Regions from separate parts of the Zea mays genome. Here region 1 is linked to region 2. The links are chromatin contacts, called in public Hi-C maps. All regions are on one chromosome and are shown on one strand. Each heading gives the region's core, a stretch centred on a gene start, on an enhancer-like site or on the middle of the called end of the contact. The rest is flanking DNA. Distances are from core to core; before and after follow the strand shown.

Evidence for each region. A called contact is a pair of places that touch in the nucleus more often than the background predicts.
Region 1: a contact with region 2 is called in a Hi-C map of tassel, with 2.8 times the contacts expected there. The contact joins the enhancer-like site here to the promoter of LOC103632446 in region 2. A contact is called at or near these places in 2 of 25 Hi-C or Micro-C datasets (ear and tassel).

Annotation. Positions count from the first base shown.
Region 1 is chr7:72,659,096-72,665,409 of Zm-B73-REFERENCE-NAM-5.0, reverse strand. No RefSeq gene overlaps it. Among protein-coding and RNA genes, the nearest start is that of LOC103632451, 13 kb to the right of the region's middle. Within about 2 kb of position 4,344, at least 18 of the 20 cell types and tissues checked have an H3K27ac peak or open chromatin away from gene starts, as enhancers often do. A contact at or near this core is called in ear and tassel, where this site is marked.
Region 2 is chr7:72,246,645-72,252,747 of Zm-B73-REFERENCE-NAM-5.0, reverse strand. It overlaps LOC103632446 (ENTH/VHS family protein), which reads left to right and starts at 3,396. Exons shown (of 6, transcript XM_008654255.2): 1 at 3,396-3,987. The coding sequence starts at 3,655.

The DNA.
Region 1 (6,314 bases), core at 3,095-5,594, 410 kb before region 2:
CTTCTCCTCTTGGGAGTTATTGCAGGAGCCTTTGATACCTTCGGCATTTCTGGCTCCGCTGACGGGCTCAAGATCTTTGGCAGCCCTACCGTTTCCCCTAGCTCTGGCTCTTTGGCCGCCTTTCCTTTGGCATCAGCACCATGTTTTGGTATTTCGACTGACCCGGTTGCAGGAACCTTCGGCAATTCAGCCAATTTTTCCCTGGGGCTGGCAGGAGCAGGCTGTTATACCTCAGCAGTGGAAGATGTCCCTTCACCAAGCTTTGGCACTATGGCCGTTTCAATGTATCTAGGCAAGTGCGTTAAAACCTTGATCTTTTTGCCCTTCGGCACAACAAAAATGCCAAAGTAGCAGCTTTTCTTTTCTTTCCCTGCTTTCGCGAGGGATAGCTATAATCAGGGTATACAAAACCAATGACGTCAAAAACTCTATTCAACCTTTTCTTGCCTCGACCTTCGAAGGCCAAGGTCATTGCATCATCTTCGGCCCTTGTATGGGCCCCAAGAAATTCTTCACTAGTTGCCTCAATACTGCTCAACCACTCATCGTTTGGCTCATCAAACTCGCCTCTATATCTGAAGGTATATTTTAGATAGACCAGGCCACCCTGACTAGACCCGGCAGCAGCCTCCTTCGGCATCTCTCACTCACTCATGAGCGGCCATACTCTGTAGGCGATGTGCTCTTGAACCAAGTATCTTGTGCCCATAAAAGTGCACACAGTGTTGAAGCTTCTCTGACATGCTTCTATATCATTCCCAAGAGCAGTGGCTGGCCTCCTCATGCCGAAGCGAGACCATATGGGACGTTGAATAATCCCTTTTATACCTACCCTCTCAACTAAGTTATTCTTCACATAAAACCATTCTTACATCCATGCTCCTGGCCACCTTTTCTGAAATGTTAGAACTGGATAACTTACATCAGAGCGAGGCACGAAGCCAAAACAACCAAAGTTGTTGTGATACTACTCCTTGCCAGTAGCCTTCGTCTCATACAGCAGCTTGTGCATGTTGCAGAAGCATTTTGCCCTTGGCTTCTCATGGCTCAAATAAAAGCCCCCATACTGATAATGGCTTTAGGGGTAATCTGATGAAGGAAAATTTCAAAGGTCTTCAGCACTTCAACCAGGAATTTGCTTAACGGGAACCGAAGCCCTGCCTTCATGAAGCTCCTGTAAACAACCACTTCATCTTCTTCGGGAGCAGGGGCGGCACTATCCCCTCTAGCTCTCACAATGGAAATATCTCAGAAATATCTCCGCTTCATAGCATCAATTTGACTCTGCTTAATGGATGATTTTCCGAAGATGGTGTGATTTGGTCGCCAAGACCGATTTTCAGCATCTTCGTCTTCACTTTCCATATCAAAGCTTCCGCTATCGTCAAAATCTTCAGACAAATCAGCTAGCATTTCATTTGTAATCTTCTCTGTGTTTGTCTTCTCCATAGCCTCGTAAAAACCAGCTAGTGCAGGATCAACAACCTTCTTCTCGTCAGCCATTTGATGGGCACTTGAACAAATGTCGAAGCTCACAAAAAAGCGAGATCTGACAGAGCAAGAAAATTAAAACTTGAAAAAAATAGCACAAAAGATTGAGATGGCGCAGCAAATGCTGTCGCTGCGGGTTCCTATTTATATGCCCAAGCGCATTGCAACTTGGTGGGCCCTACATGTCATTGACTTTCGCTATTCTAGCGAAGGGAAGGTGTTTTATTGGACCTTTGGCAAAAGGCCTTCGTTCACGTCACAGTCTGAATTTGTTAAATGCAAAAACAAATTAATACTACGAGGGGCTACCGTTGGAGGCCTTCCTCTTCAGAAGGTCCTCAAAAGACTTAACTAACATGTTTTTTCATTATAACATAGACTGTTACAGGAGGCTTCAACTTTGAGATAAAGGTGTGCGTGGTATGAAGGAGCAGTCTAAATGAAGGACAAGCTAGCTCTGAAGCTGTAGCTGAAGGAGCTTCGGCTCAGCACGTTGACGATGGTGAAAGGAGAAACCGACTTAAAGGGGAAAAGACTGCTTAGTCCTCGACAGCTTGCCTTATGATCAACAGTAAATGTCAATGACATGAATGTAATTTCATCCAGGCTGCGTCCTGTGCTTATAAATAGATGAACAGTAACACCATACTATTCACGCTGACTTGTAATCACTCTCGCGTCACTCTCGCTTTTTCACCTTCTGTCAAGCCGAAGGTACTAATGTAATATAAATATCATTGATGTTTATTCATGTTTATATAAAATAAGAATATGAATAGTCTAATGATTTGAAATGATTATTCATATTCCCTTTGTGTTTCATATGTCTCTATTTATATTCTTGCTTACTGAAATGATGAAGGTATGTCCTTCATGACCTTCGTCTGAAGATCATTATATCATAAGGGAGATAATGCTTCGAAGGACAAAGGTCTCTAATCGTTAACAATTGTGTTGCTTTATTTTTGGTATTTAGCATCCGAGAACAAGGACCAACACTACCTATAATCTACCTTAACTACATAACCCTACTTAGGCACCGACACCAAAACCCGAGAAGGAAGAGAAGATCGACCTCGACAAGGAAGGATATAATAGTCAAAGCGAATCTTGAGATGAATCAAGACTTAAACATTTCGGATGAAGTCTTTTCCTCACCATAATCTTTCTTATCCCAAACTATTCTTGCCCTAACCTTACTTAACTTCAACCTTCTCTACTTCTGCCAAAACAGCCAAACATAAAAGATTCCCATAACCACTGGTTAAATTAAATTAGAAAGAAACTTCCTAAATTTGATCTCATTTGGAAAACTAAACGTCGACCGCAAACCAAACCTTATGCATCCCTTTTCTACTAATCTCAAGGATGAGATTATTTTTAAGGGGTAGACTTTGTAACACCTCAAATCATATTTTGGTTAATTTAGCGAAGTTATCCTAATGTCTAAATAATTATGGTTTTAAAAAGATATTTAAATAAAGGGTCCTCATATAAATTAATAGTTTCATTGAATCATATGTTCAAAAGTATTTTCCATAAGATTCAAAGTAAATTATCTCTCCATAAGAATCATACAAAATAAATAATCATAACACATTAAGCTTTGAATAAGATTTTAATTGGACAAACCATGTATCTCTTGAAAATTAAAGTTCTTTGTGTGTGTACAACACATTTGCAATACTATAGTTAATATAAAAGTACAATAATAATAAGTATATATTTCATAATGCTGGAATTTTGTATTCTGCAATTGAAATGGGATATTCAAAATCAAACTTTAACTTTCAATTTGAAAAGTTGAAAATAGGAGAATTAATTATTCTTTAATATTATGCTCCATAAAATCATTCATAAAAATAATAAATAAATAAAGTTATATAATTGCACACATGTTGAAGTTTTTGCTGATGTATATTTGAAGTTAATATTGGTTTAAATTTGAAACTTGAATTTGAAAGTAAATATGAAAAATGAAAAAAGAGAATAACCTGTATGTAGGCCGCCTTCTTCTCCCGGCCCAGTAAGTCTGATTCTCCCTGGCTGCCGTGCGGCCCATGGGAGGAGAACGCAGGCGCTGGCGTGTGGGACCGGAACTCCAGCTGCGCTGCGGTCTGCACTCCTCACCGCCATGTGGTCCCCCTCGACAGTCAGTTCTTCGAGCCCTCGGGTTTGTGAGGCTCGGATCGAGCTGTTACAACTGAATCGACCGTGATCTCGGGAGCGTGCCCACCTTCTCGGACTCAAGCCAGGGTATAAAGTCGTGCCCTCCCTCGTCCATCCGCACCTTGGGCACCAACACCTCCGCTTGAGCTGCCAGGATCGAGCAAGTAGGAGTCGGGGGGTGTCCGGAATCACGGCCATGGTCGATTCGGGCCTGCGCAGGCACCAACCTCTTGGTGGTTGTTAAGGAGGGTCGCTCGCGTCGCTTGGAAACTGCACACGACAAACACGGATCATAGAGAAGCCTCGGACCGCGATGAATTTCTCTCCTAAGTCAGGGCACCGCCGCGAAGCCGCGTCACACCGTGGGCACCCCAAATCCCAACACCTCCGACGGTAAATCCACCATTCTCAAGTTCGCCCCGACCTCCACATTATGTAGCGCGTTTCTGGGGGAAGAAATTATCACCTGGGGGGCCATGGTGCGGTTGCCGGCGGGTTCCCCGCCGTGTGAGCAGGCGGCGCCGCCTCTGGTTGTCACGTTTTAATGGGTTGGGCGCGGATGCCGTTGAGCCCTCAGCCAACGATCGATATTAAAACCAACTTAACCTTTCGCCGATTCAATCCTCTCCATTGATCCAGAATCATGTGGCCAGCGGCGCATACCGGTTCGGATGTGTTTTGGGTCGTCCGATGATGATCTAAGGGCTTGGGATCGCGCGTGTGTAGACAGCCGGGGTAGTATTGCTAAAGAGCCCCTACACATTTGACAAATTAACCCACCATCCTACTGAATGCAAAAATAATTACAGATTAGACCATTTCTTTTTAGATAGCACCCTGGAATTCTAAGGGATTTCGATCGTGGTCCAGGAATTTATGTTTAATAATAAAATTAATTCTAAAATGAATTTTAATAATTCTAGAATCTTGTTTAACTCATAATTAATTCATTTTAACTCTGATTGGATCCGTTCAAATTGCGTAAACTTCGTAATAAAATTATTTACACATTAAAACATTATTCTTAACCTTCCTCATACTTTTGTAATTGGCTATTTATTTAGCTTATGTTAGTTGATTAGTCAATCTAGTCAAGTCAACTTGTCCATAATTATAAATTAGCTAAAATATGGTCTCAAATGAAGCTATAACTGAGATTAAAGTTCAATTGGCTATGTTCTTGTAAACTTTTCTCTCATAGTTTATGATAATCAACATAAAACATGATTCGCTATTTAATCACCTAAAACTTCAGAAAACCATATCTTATTAACCATAACTCCGATTTTAGTGGTTCCCAAACCCACACTCCCATAGCATCACGAAGAATACTCTTGTGTAACTTTTGATTATGTTTGGTGTAATATTAATTTTGCCTATACCATGTTTGTTTGTATTGCTATGACTAGCGCGAGGTCACGAGTCACTTGAAGAGCAAGTTGGTACCTGGAATCTCGAGTCCCAGGCATGTTGTGCCCTTGATCACATCTATTTACCCAATAATGTTCTCTGTAATCATTTTGGCATGCATAGGCTTAATTTTGATGGGACCCAATAGGTCACCCTAGTTTGGTTATCTTTACACCTTGTTACCCCTGAACTTTTGGTAGTCTTTGCTATTGCCATATATATATACTAGGTGGATGCCCGTGCGTTGCAACGGGAAGATAAAATATTATGATAACTCATGTACAAATGTGTTATAATATTATAGGAAAATGTTACAAATGTGTTATAATGTTTAGGAAAGAAAACAAACCCACAGCCTGTGCATTCACTGGGACCTGAAAACATTAGGTGGACTAACCTCTCCACAGGACGAAAAGGCAATGGAGTTGCAATTGCAAGCACACAAAAAAGTGGCCTGCACAAGAAAGCGTATATCATGGCAGATGTTCTTCGGACTTGGAAAATAATACACGAGAAAAAGAAGACATGGAAAATATGTAGTTCTACACGCCTATTGTTGATGCACCATCGGTATTGCACGAATCAACTTGTCTTACAATTTCTAATAATAGTCAAATATATCGACAACCGTACATTAATCTAATCTTTTTTAGCGATACTGATAAGTCGTTGTTGTATGTTTGGAGGGATAGCATAACGGCATGAATTCTCCTCGTAACTTAATAGATAAATTACAAAGTTTCTTCGAAGAATCTTTGCATCCTACACACAAAGACATAAGAGAACAAAACGTCAAATGTATATTATGTAACTGAAATGTATGTTTGAACATGAACCAAACGTACTTCACTCACCCTATTAAATTCCATTCGTCTACCACTCCCCCACATGACCATAGCTTGTAGAACGAAGTAGCTTGTATTAACCCTACAGAATAATGTTTGACCAACTATATTATATACAATGGTTATCATAGAAAAAATTTAAACTGTTGAGAACATGGTATTGAGAAAATACCCTTTTAAGTCCATTGGAAGACCAGACCGAATTGTATGTTCCCACTTAAAAATATCATCTGCCCATCCAGAATGTTTCTTATTGTAGGCAATCTTATATTTCTTAGAGGCCATGATAATTGCTTCCGCAAACCTCTTGTATGGCATGTGTTTACACCAATCTTGAGTGGGTGTAAAGTCTATAAAAGTTACGTGCTTTTTACCATGATCGATTATGAAAAGTGCGTA
Region 2 (6,103 bases), core at 2,147-4,646:
ATTTTGTTTTAGTGGGCCTATGTGGTGGCAAAGTGCATATTAAGAGATATATGAGAGGCATAAACATGAGGAGCAGAACCATATAGACATTGAGGATTGAGAAGTTGCAGAGATGTACCTGGATGGGGATTGGCGTCGCAACTTACTGGATTGCAGAGATGTACCTGGATGGGATTGTTGGCAACGCCTATCTGTCTTGGGGGTGGCATGGTCCTTAAGTAACACCCCTTTCTCCATCGATGGGAAGTGGGCGAGGATTTGGGTGAGCTGTCTGCGTTGAAGGCGGGGAGGGGTTTGGGGAAGGGTGTCGTTGGTGGGGAGGAATTTGGGGAGCGGCTGCCGGCGTTGAAGGCGGGCGAGGATTTGGGGCGAGATCCGGCGTTGAAGGCGGGATGGGCTCGGGCTCTGACTCTGTTGGCGTTCGCGTCGTAGAAGGCGGCATCTCGGCCAGAGCAGCGCGTGGGGAGGAAGACGCGCGTAGAAGGAGACATTGGGGAAGGGTGTTCGCAGCCGTTGGGGAAGGGCACCGTTAGTGGGGAGAAAGCAGCGCCTGGGGAGAAATATATGATTTTTCAAATATAGAATTACCACACCTGCGCCTATTGAATTCAGCCTAGAAGCTGCTCTGGGAGTTCTGCCAATCAGGCACATCATAGAATCAGCATAAATAAGGCACACCCTTTTTTGGGAGATTCTGCACTTGCCTAACTAAATGATCCTCACGATGGAATAAAATTCACAGTATGTATGTTTATACCTTCTATCAATGATTTTACTAACCTTAAATTATTTTGATTAGATATCCATTTGGGGGCAGCAAAACTCGAGACAACAACTACGTAGCGCGTCAAGATGGCCATCGGGCAGCACGTAAGCGAGGATATCATATTGTGACTCTTTTGTCTAGGCTTCATTGGTCCCTCTTCCTCCAAGGCCCCGAAGATCTGCGCGATGATCACTATTCTCCGTGCTACTCGGGCGGCTATGAACATCGAGTTCAGCAAGGACATACTCCTTGACAAGCTCGCTAAGCTCAGCAACATGCAGATGTAGCAATGCATCAAGAGTATCCTTTTTCTACTTTTTCTTGTTCAAATATTTGGATTTTGGACTGCTTGAGGTACTTCTGTGATGTTTTGTGTGAATTTGCATCTTGTAGGGAGGCTCAACTTTTGAATCTATTGAAGCGCCATGATCAAGAATACAATGTTGATGAGATCAGCATGAATGACAAGCTCACCAACTGTGGCCATCAGATAACTATTATGGAATATGCCGGATTTCCTTTCCCCACTGTTGCCTTGAAGGTGTGTCCGTCCCTGCTCTAACAAATGAAGCCAGAATGCCTCCTTAATTTATAGATATATTTTTTCATTGAAGTTTATTAACTCTATTGAGTCTATTGCAAACTATGGTTTCAAATGCATCATGGCGGAGTCTATCAATAACACTTTTATTGTTGCTGCCACAACCATGATGGTACAAGCTTTACAAACCATGATATGTCCGTGCGTTGTAGTAGTAAGAAAGAACTAATGTTCACAGTTAAAAAGTGTGGAATGAGAACCGACATTAAAATAGGAGAATATATATAATGTGGGTTTCATACATATGTTCTATGTTTCACATCTACCACCGAAGGCCAAGTACATTTTGATATACTAGCCTAAAATGTTCCGCTGATCTGATATACTAGCCTAAAATGTTCCGTTGATCTGATTTTTTGCTACACCCTGCTGCCCTCTACATTTGGATTGTCTGTATCATCATTCTACCATTTAAAAGTAACCTACTAGCTAAGACCTTTCCATTCCCTCCCTTTCATGTGCAGCATTGCCAGTCACTAATAGATATGTTCTTTGGTTTTTGTCCTTTTATAGACTTGGGTTACATAAATGTGTTTCAGGTGTACACATCTGACTTAACATCACTTTTCTTATGGACCTGTCCAAGGTGCAAAGGCTACACAAAGGTTTGTTCTTCCCCTGCCTGTGGAAGTTGTTCTACATGTTCCTTGGTGGTTGATCAATTGTTTTTTTGCATAACTGGTGTAGGGATTTGAGGTGATATATAGAGATCATAGTACATGTGGAGAAGGTTGACTATCTTTGGTATTTCAGCAATGCTCTTTTGCTTCATTCAGTGTTCAATGCAAACTTATGTTTGATTATTTGTTAAAAATATGTAGGCATTTGTTGGAGTTATGTTGAACCCTTGATCCATTTCTCCTTGTTTTGACAATGCTGTGATGACAAAATTTACACTGCATTACCAGGAGCTGGGCCAACATTTACCATCCTAATCAATTGTAGATTCTTAGAAATTCTTGACATCATTGTATTATGCTGTAAATTTTTAATTAAATAACGTCACTGAAATGACATTTGCGTTGAGAATTGCATGTGGGTAAATGGATCTTGTTCATTGGCGCATAATCCATGCATACTGAGTTTGTTAATCTACTCTTCTAACTTCTAAGGTGCTCACCATTTTAGAATTAAGGGGCAACTGTGTAGGTGTGGCACTGTGGCATGTCCCTGACCCCAGTGGCCCTCCTCTCAGATCCTCTGTCAGAGAACTGCATGTGCAGGCAAGGGCTGAAATACCTAATGAGTATTAGCCCTTGATGAGGGATTACATTGTTATTGCAAACTGAGGAAGCTCGGACATCTACATAACAACAATGTTATACTCTGTACGATTCTAATTCTACCCAGAAGTTCTTGTTTAGAGTACAAATTCTAATCAGAGGTGTTGCTTTCTAGGCATGCTGTTATGGTGGGGGTAGGTGTTGCTTTCTAGGCATGCTGTTATGGTGGGGGTTCTTAGGCGTGTGACATTGCTCAGTGAGCAGCTAGCAGATGCATAATTCGTATAATATAAGTAGCATAACCAGATCATAATCGACCCGAATTTAAAACTGTGTTGAAGATCTGGTTTAAGCATTCGATGAAAGGTGATCCCCAGATATCTTGTATTCCTTACCAGCGGTTCCATTTAGTTCATCTCTCATGAGCTATGAATAAGTGGACTTCTACTTTTGCAGGACTAACGCATGGACCGAGGAAGCGCAATGACAAGCCTGATAGCCTAGAACTCATGAAAGGGATGTCTCTACAACATGTATTATTATCCATCCCATCTTTGTTTAATGGCCACAACTGCTTTATACAATTATTCCAACTTATGCTAGATTGTGAGACATTGTATATCAATGTATTCATATTGATTCTGTTGCAATGCACGGGCACTCACCTATAACAATATAACACACATATATACATAAGTTATCGTGTTATTATATAGTTTCGTTGCAACGCACGGGCACTCATCTAGTAGTAATAGAGAAAGGAAAACAGAAGTGTGCCATGCTCTGCGTCCTCTTCTTTCGCGGCTCCCTTCTCCCGTCTTCCTACCTGGCTACCTCCGGTCTCCAGACCCGAAACGCTGACGCCAAATCAAATCAAACCTTGCTGCCTTCTGCATCCGGTAGCAGCAAGTCGCCGCTTGTGCCCTTCCTCCTCACTTTCCCTCGCTGACGCCCGATCCCCATGATTCGATTACGCGACCCGCCTTGCAAACCCTAGCTTCTCCCGCTCTCTCCCTTTCCAATGCGCCCCAAACCCTAGCTTCCCGCCCGCCCACCCGCCGGTCATGCGCGCCTCCGCCTCCGCTGTCCCCATGGAGGCCTCCGCCTCCGCCCGCAGATCCGCCGCTAGCCCCGACCCCGGCGCGAAGAAGCCGCGCCTCGCGCAGCCGCCGGCACGGGACCCCAGATCTTACGCCGCTGCCGCCGCCGCCTCCAATGGCGGCGCAAGCGCCGCCGAGCAAGCGCTGGTTGACGAGCTGCTCGGCCAGTACCGGACCGCGCTTGGGGAGCTCACCTTCAATTCCAAGCCCATCATCACCAACCTCACCATCATCGCTGGCGAGAACCTCCAGGCCGCTAAGCCCATCGCCGCCGTAATCTGCGCCAACATCCTCGAGGTGACCTTTGTCTTTGACTCCTCTTACGCTCGTCAAACTGCCGTCTCCCCTTCTTCCTCAATTCACCATGTAAAAGTAACTCTAAGGCGCCAAGCATCCACTGGCGGTCCCTTATGCTAGATACAGCACGTGTGCTTGGTGGTGTGGTATGATTTCCAAGCCTCTGTGCATTGTGCACACTAGTGTCCACGCTAGCTATCAAGATCAGTCGCTGTGATGTCGCAAACGAGTTGTGTGTACAGTAGATGCAAAAGGAAATGCTGATTTACCTATCTTTGCTGAGAAATCTCTTTCCCATCTCTTTTCTCTCCCTCTTGCTCTCTTGTGTCCGCTGAGCTTGTTTTGTGATACTAATATACGTGATTTATATGATTTCAAACGCAAAGTTCCTCGTTCAACTTTGTTTGAACTTTGTTTCTGAAGTGTTTATTGATGTTGGGTACCAGTCGAAATTCTATGAAGAACTACAACATGGCAACATAATTAAATTATGGGGCAATTGTGATTATACACTTCTGATCTTGCAATTGTGATTTTACCTCTCCTTTTTTAACTTTGTGATTTTATCCCTATGCTTTGAAAATGAAGCTGCGCCCTCTCCTTTAACACCATTAGCGAAAATCGGAATTAGTGATTAAAAAATAAAAAATAAGGGGTAAAATTACAATTGCAAGGGGAGAGAAGGGTATAATCACAATCAACCCTGAAAAATTCAACATTTTTTCAGGGTTAATTATGATTATACCCTTCTCTCACCTTGCAATTGTGATTTTACTCCTGGTTTTTTATTTTTAATCACTAATTTTGATTTTCATCAGCTTCGTTTTCAAAACAGTGTGGTAAAATCACAAAGTTGAAAAACAAGGGGTAAAATCGAATTGCAATGTGGTAGAAGGGATCACAATTGCTCCCTCTCATTTTCGAAGGGGATGAAGTGGAGAAGGGACCTGATAAATATATTCATACGCCGAAACTCATGAAAAATTACGAAGTTTAAAAATGGAAGTTGCAATGGCATGACGAAGGTAAGATTCACGTTCCCTTAAATGATTGAACTTACAAGAAGCACATTATCAATGAACAAGTCATAAAGTAGGGAACTAGATGTGCAACTGAAGCTAAGTATGTAAAGACCGTGTTATCATGTATCTTTGGAAGTTCTCTTGACAGATGTAAAGACCGTGTTATCATATATCTTTGGAAGTTCTCTTGACAGGGGATAGATACAGGAGCAGGGATGTAAAATGCCGATCTCTGTAGCAGTAACACTGTTAATCTATTTATAGGATCAAGCTGCTATATACCTTCATATGAAATTACAATTTTGCCCTCCCTATTACATAATTGTCATACTCAGCAACAGGAGTACAATTTCGTCATTTTATGTCTTTGACGTGCCGTGTACAACTTTTCTTTTCCCTGTACTGTAAGGCTTTGGCTTCATTGGTCAGCGCCTTTGACTTCGAAGACATTAGGGCTTCGGTGCTTTGAAGATGTTAGGGCTTTGGCGCTTCAAAGATGTTAGGGCTTGGACGTTTCGAAGACGTTAGAGCTTTGGCTTCTTTTATTCATCCGAAGGTTCAGCTTCATCATTGGTCCGAAGCTCACCTATGCTTCAGATTTGATTTCTTTCGTTACCTTGAAACTGTAAACTGGACAGGCCTCTGTTAATATGGACCTTCGGTCAGGGACTCTCCACATTAATTGGTTTATATAAGTTTGAGACTCCTGTGACATGGCAAAACAAATATGAACATTGTGTTTTGACTTTTGGACCACCCTCTGCTAATTAGAGGGCTACAGCAGTTACCACTGGTATGAAAACATCATAAGTTGTCAGCAGCATGGTTGAACATTGAACCAGGCTTCAAAAGCGTTTCAATCCCACACTCTCCATAAACTTGTGTACAGATTATATCCTCACGTTGCAGTAACTATTATACTATTCTCATGCTGACCAGTGAAGAAGTTATCACTTTGTGTACCCTAATCTGTTGAATTGCAATATGTTCCAGATTTCAGAAAGTTCTACTACAAACTGAAGTTTATGATACACCGTCTTGTACATATGAAAAATATGTCCATGCACTGGTAAAAGGACATGGAATTGCGAAGT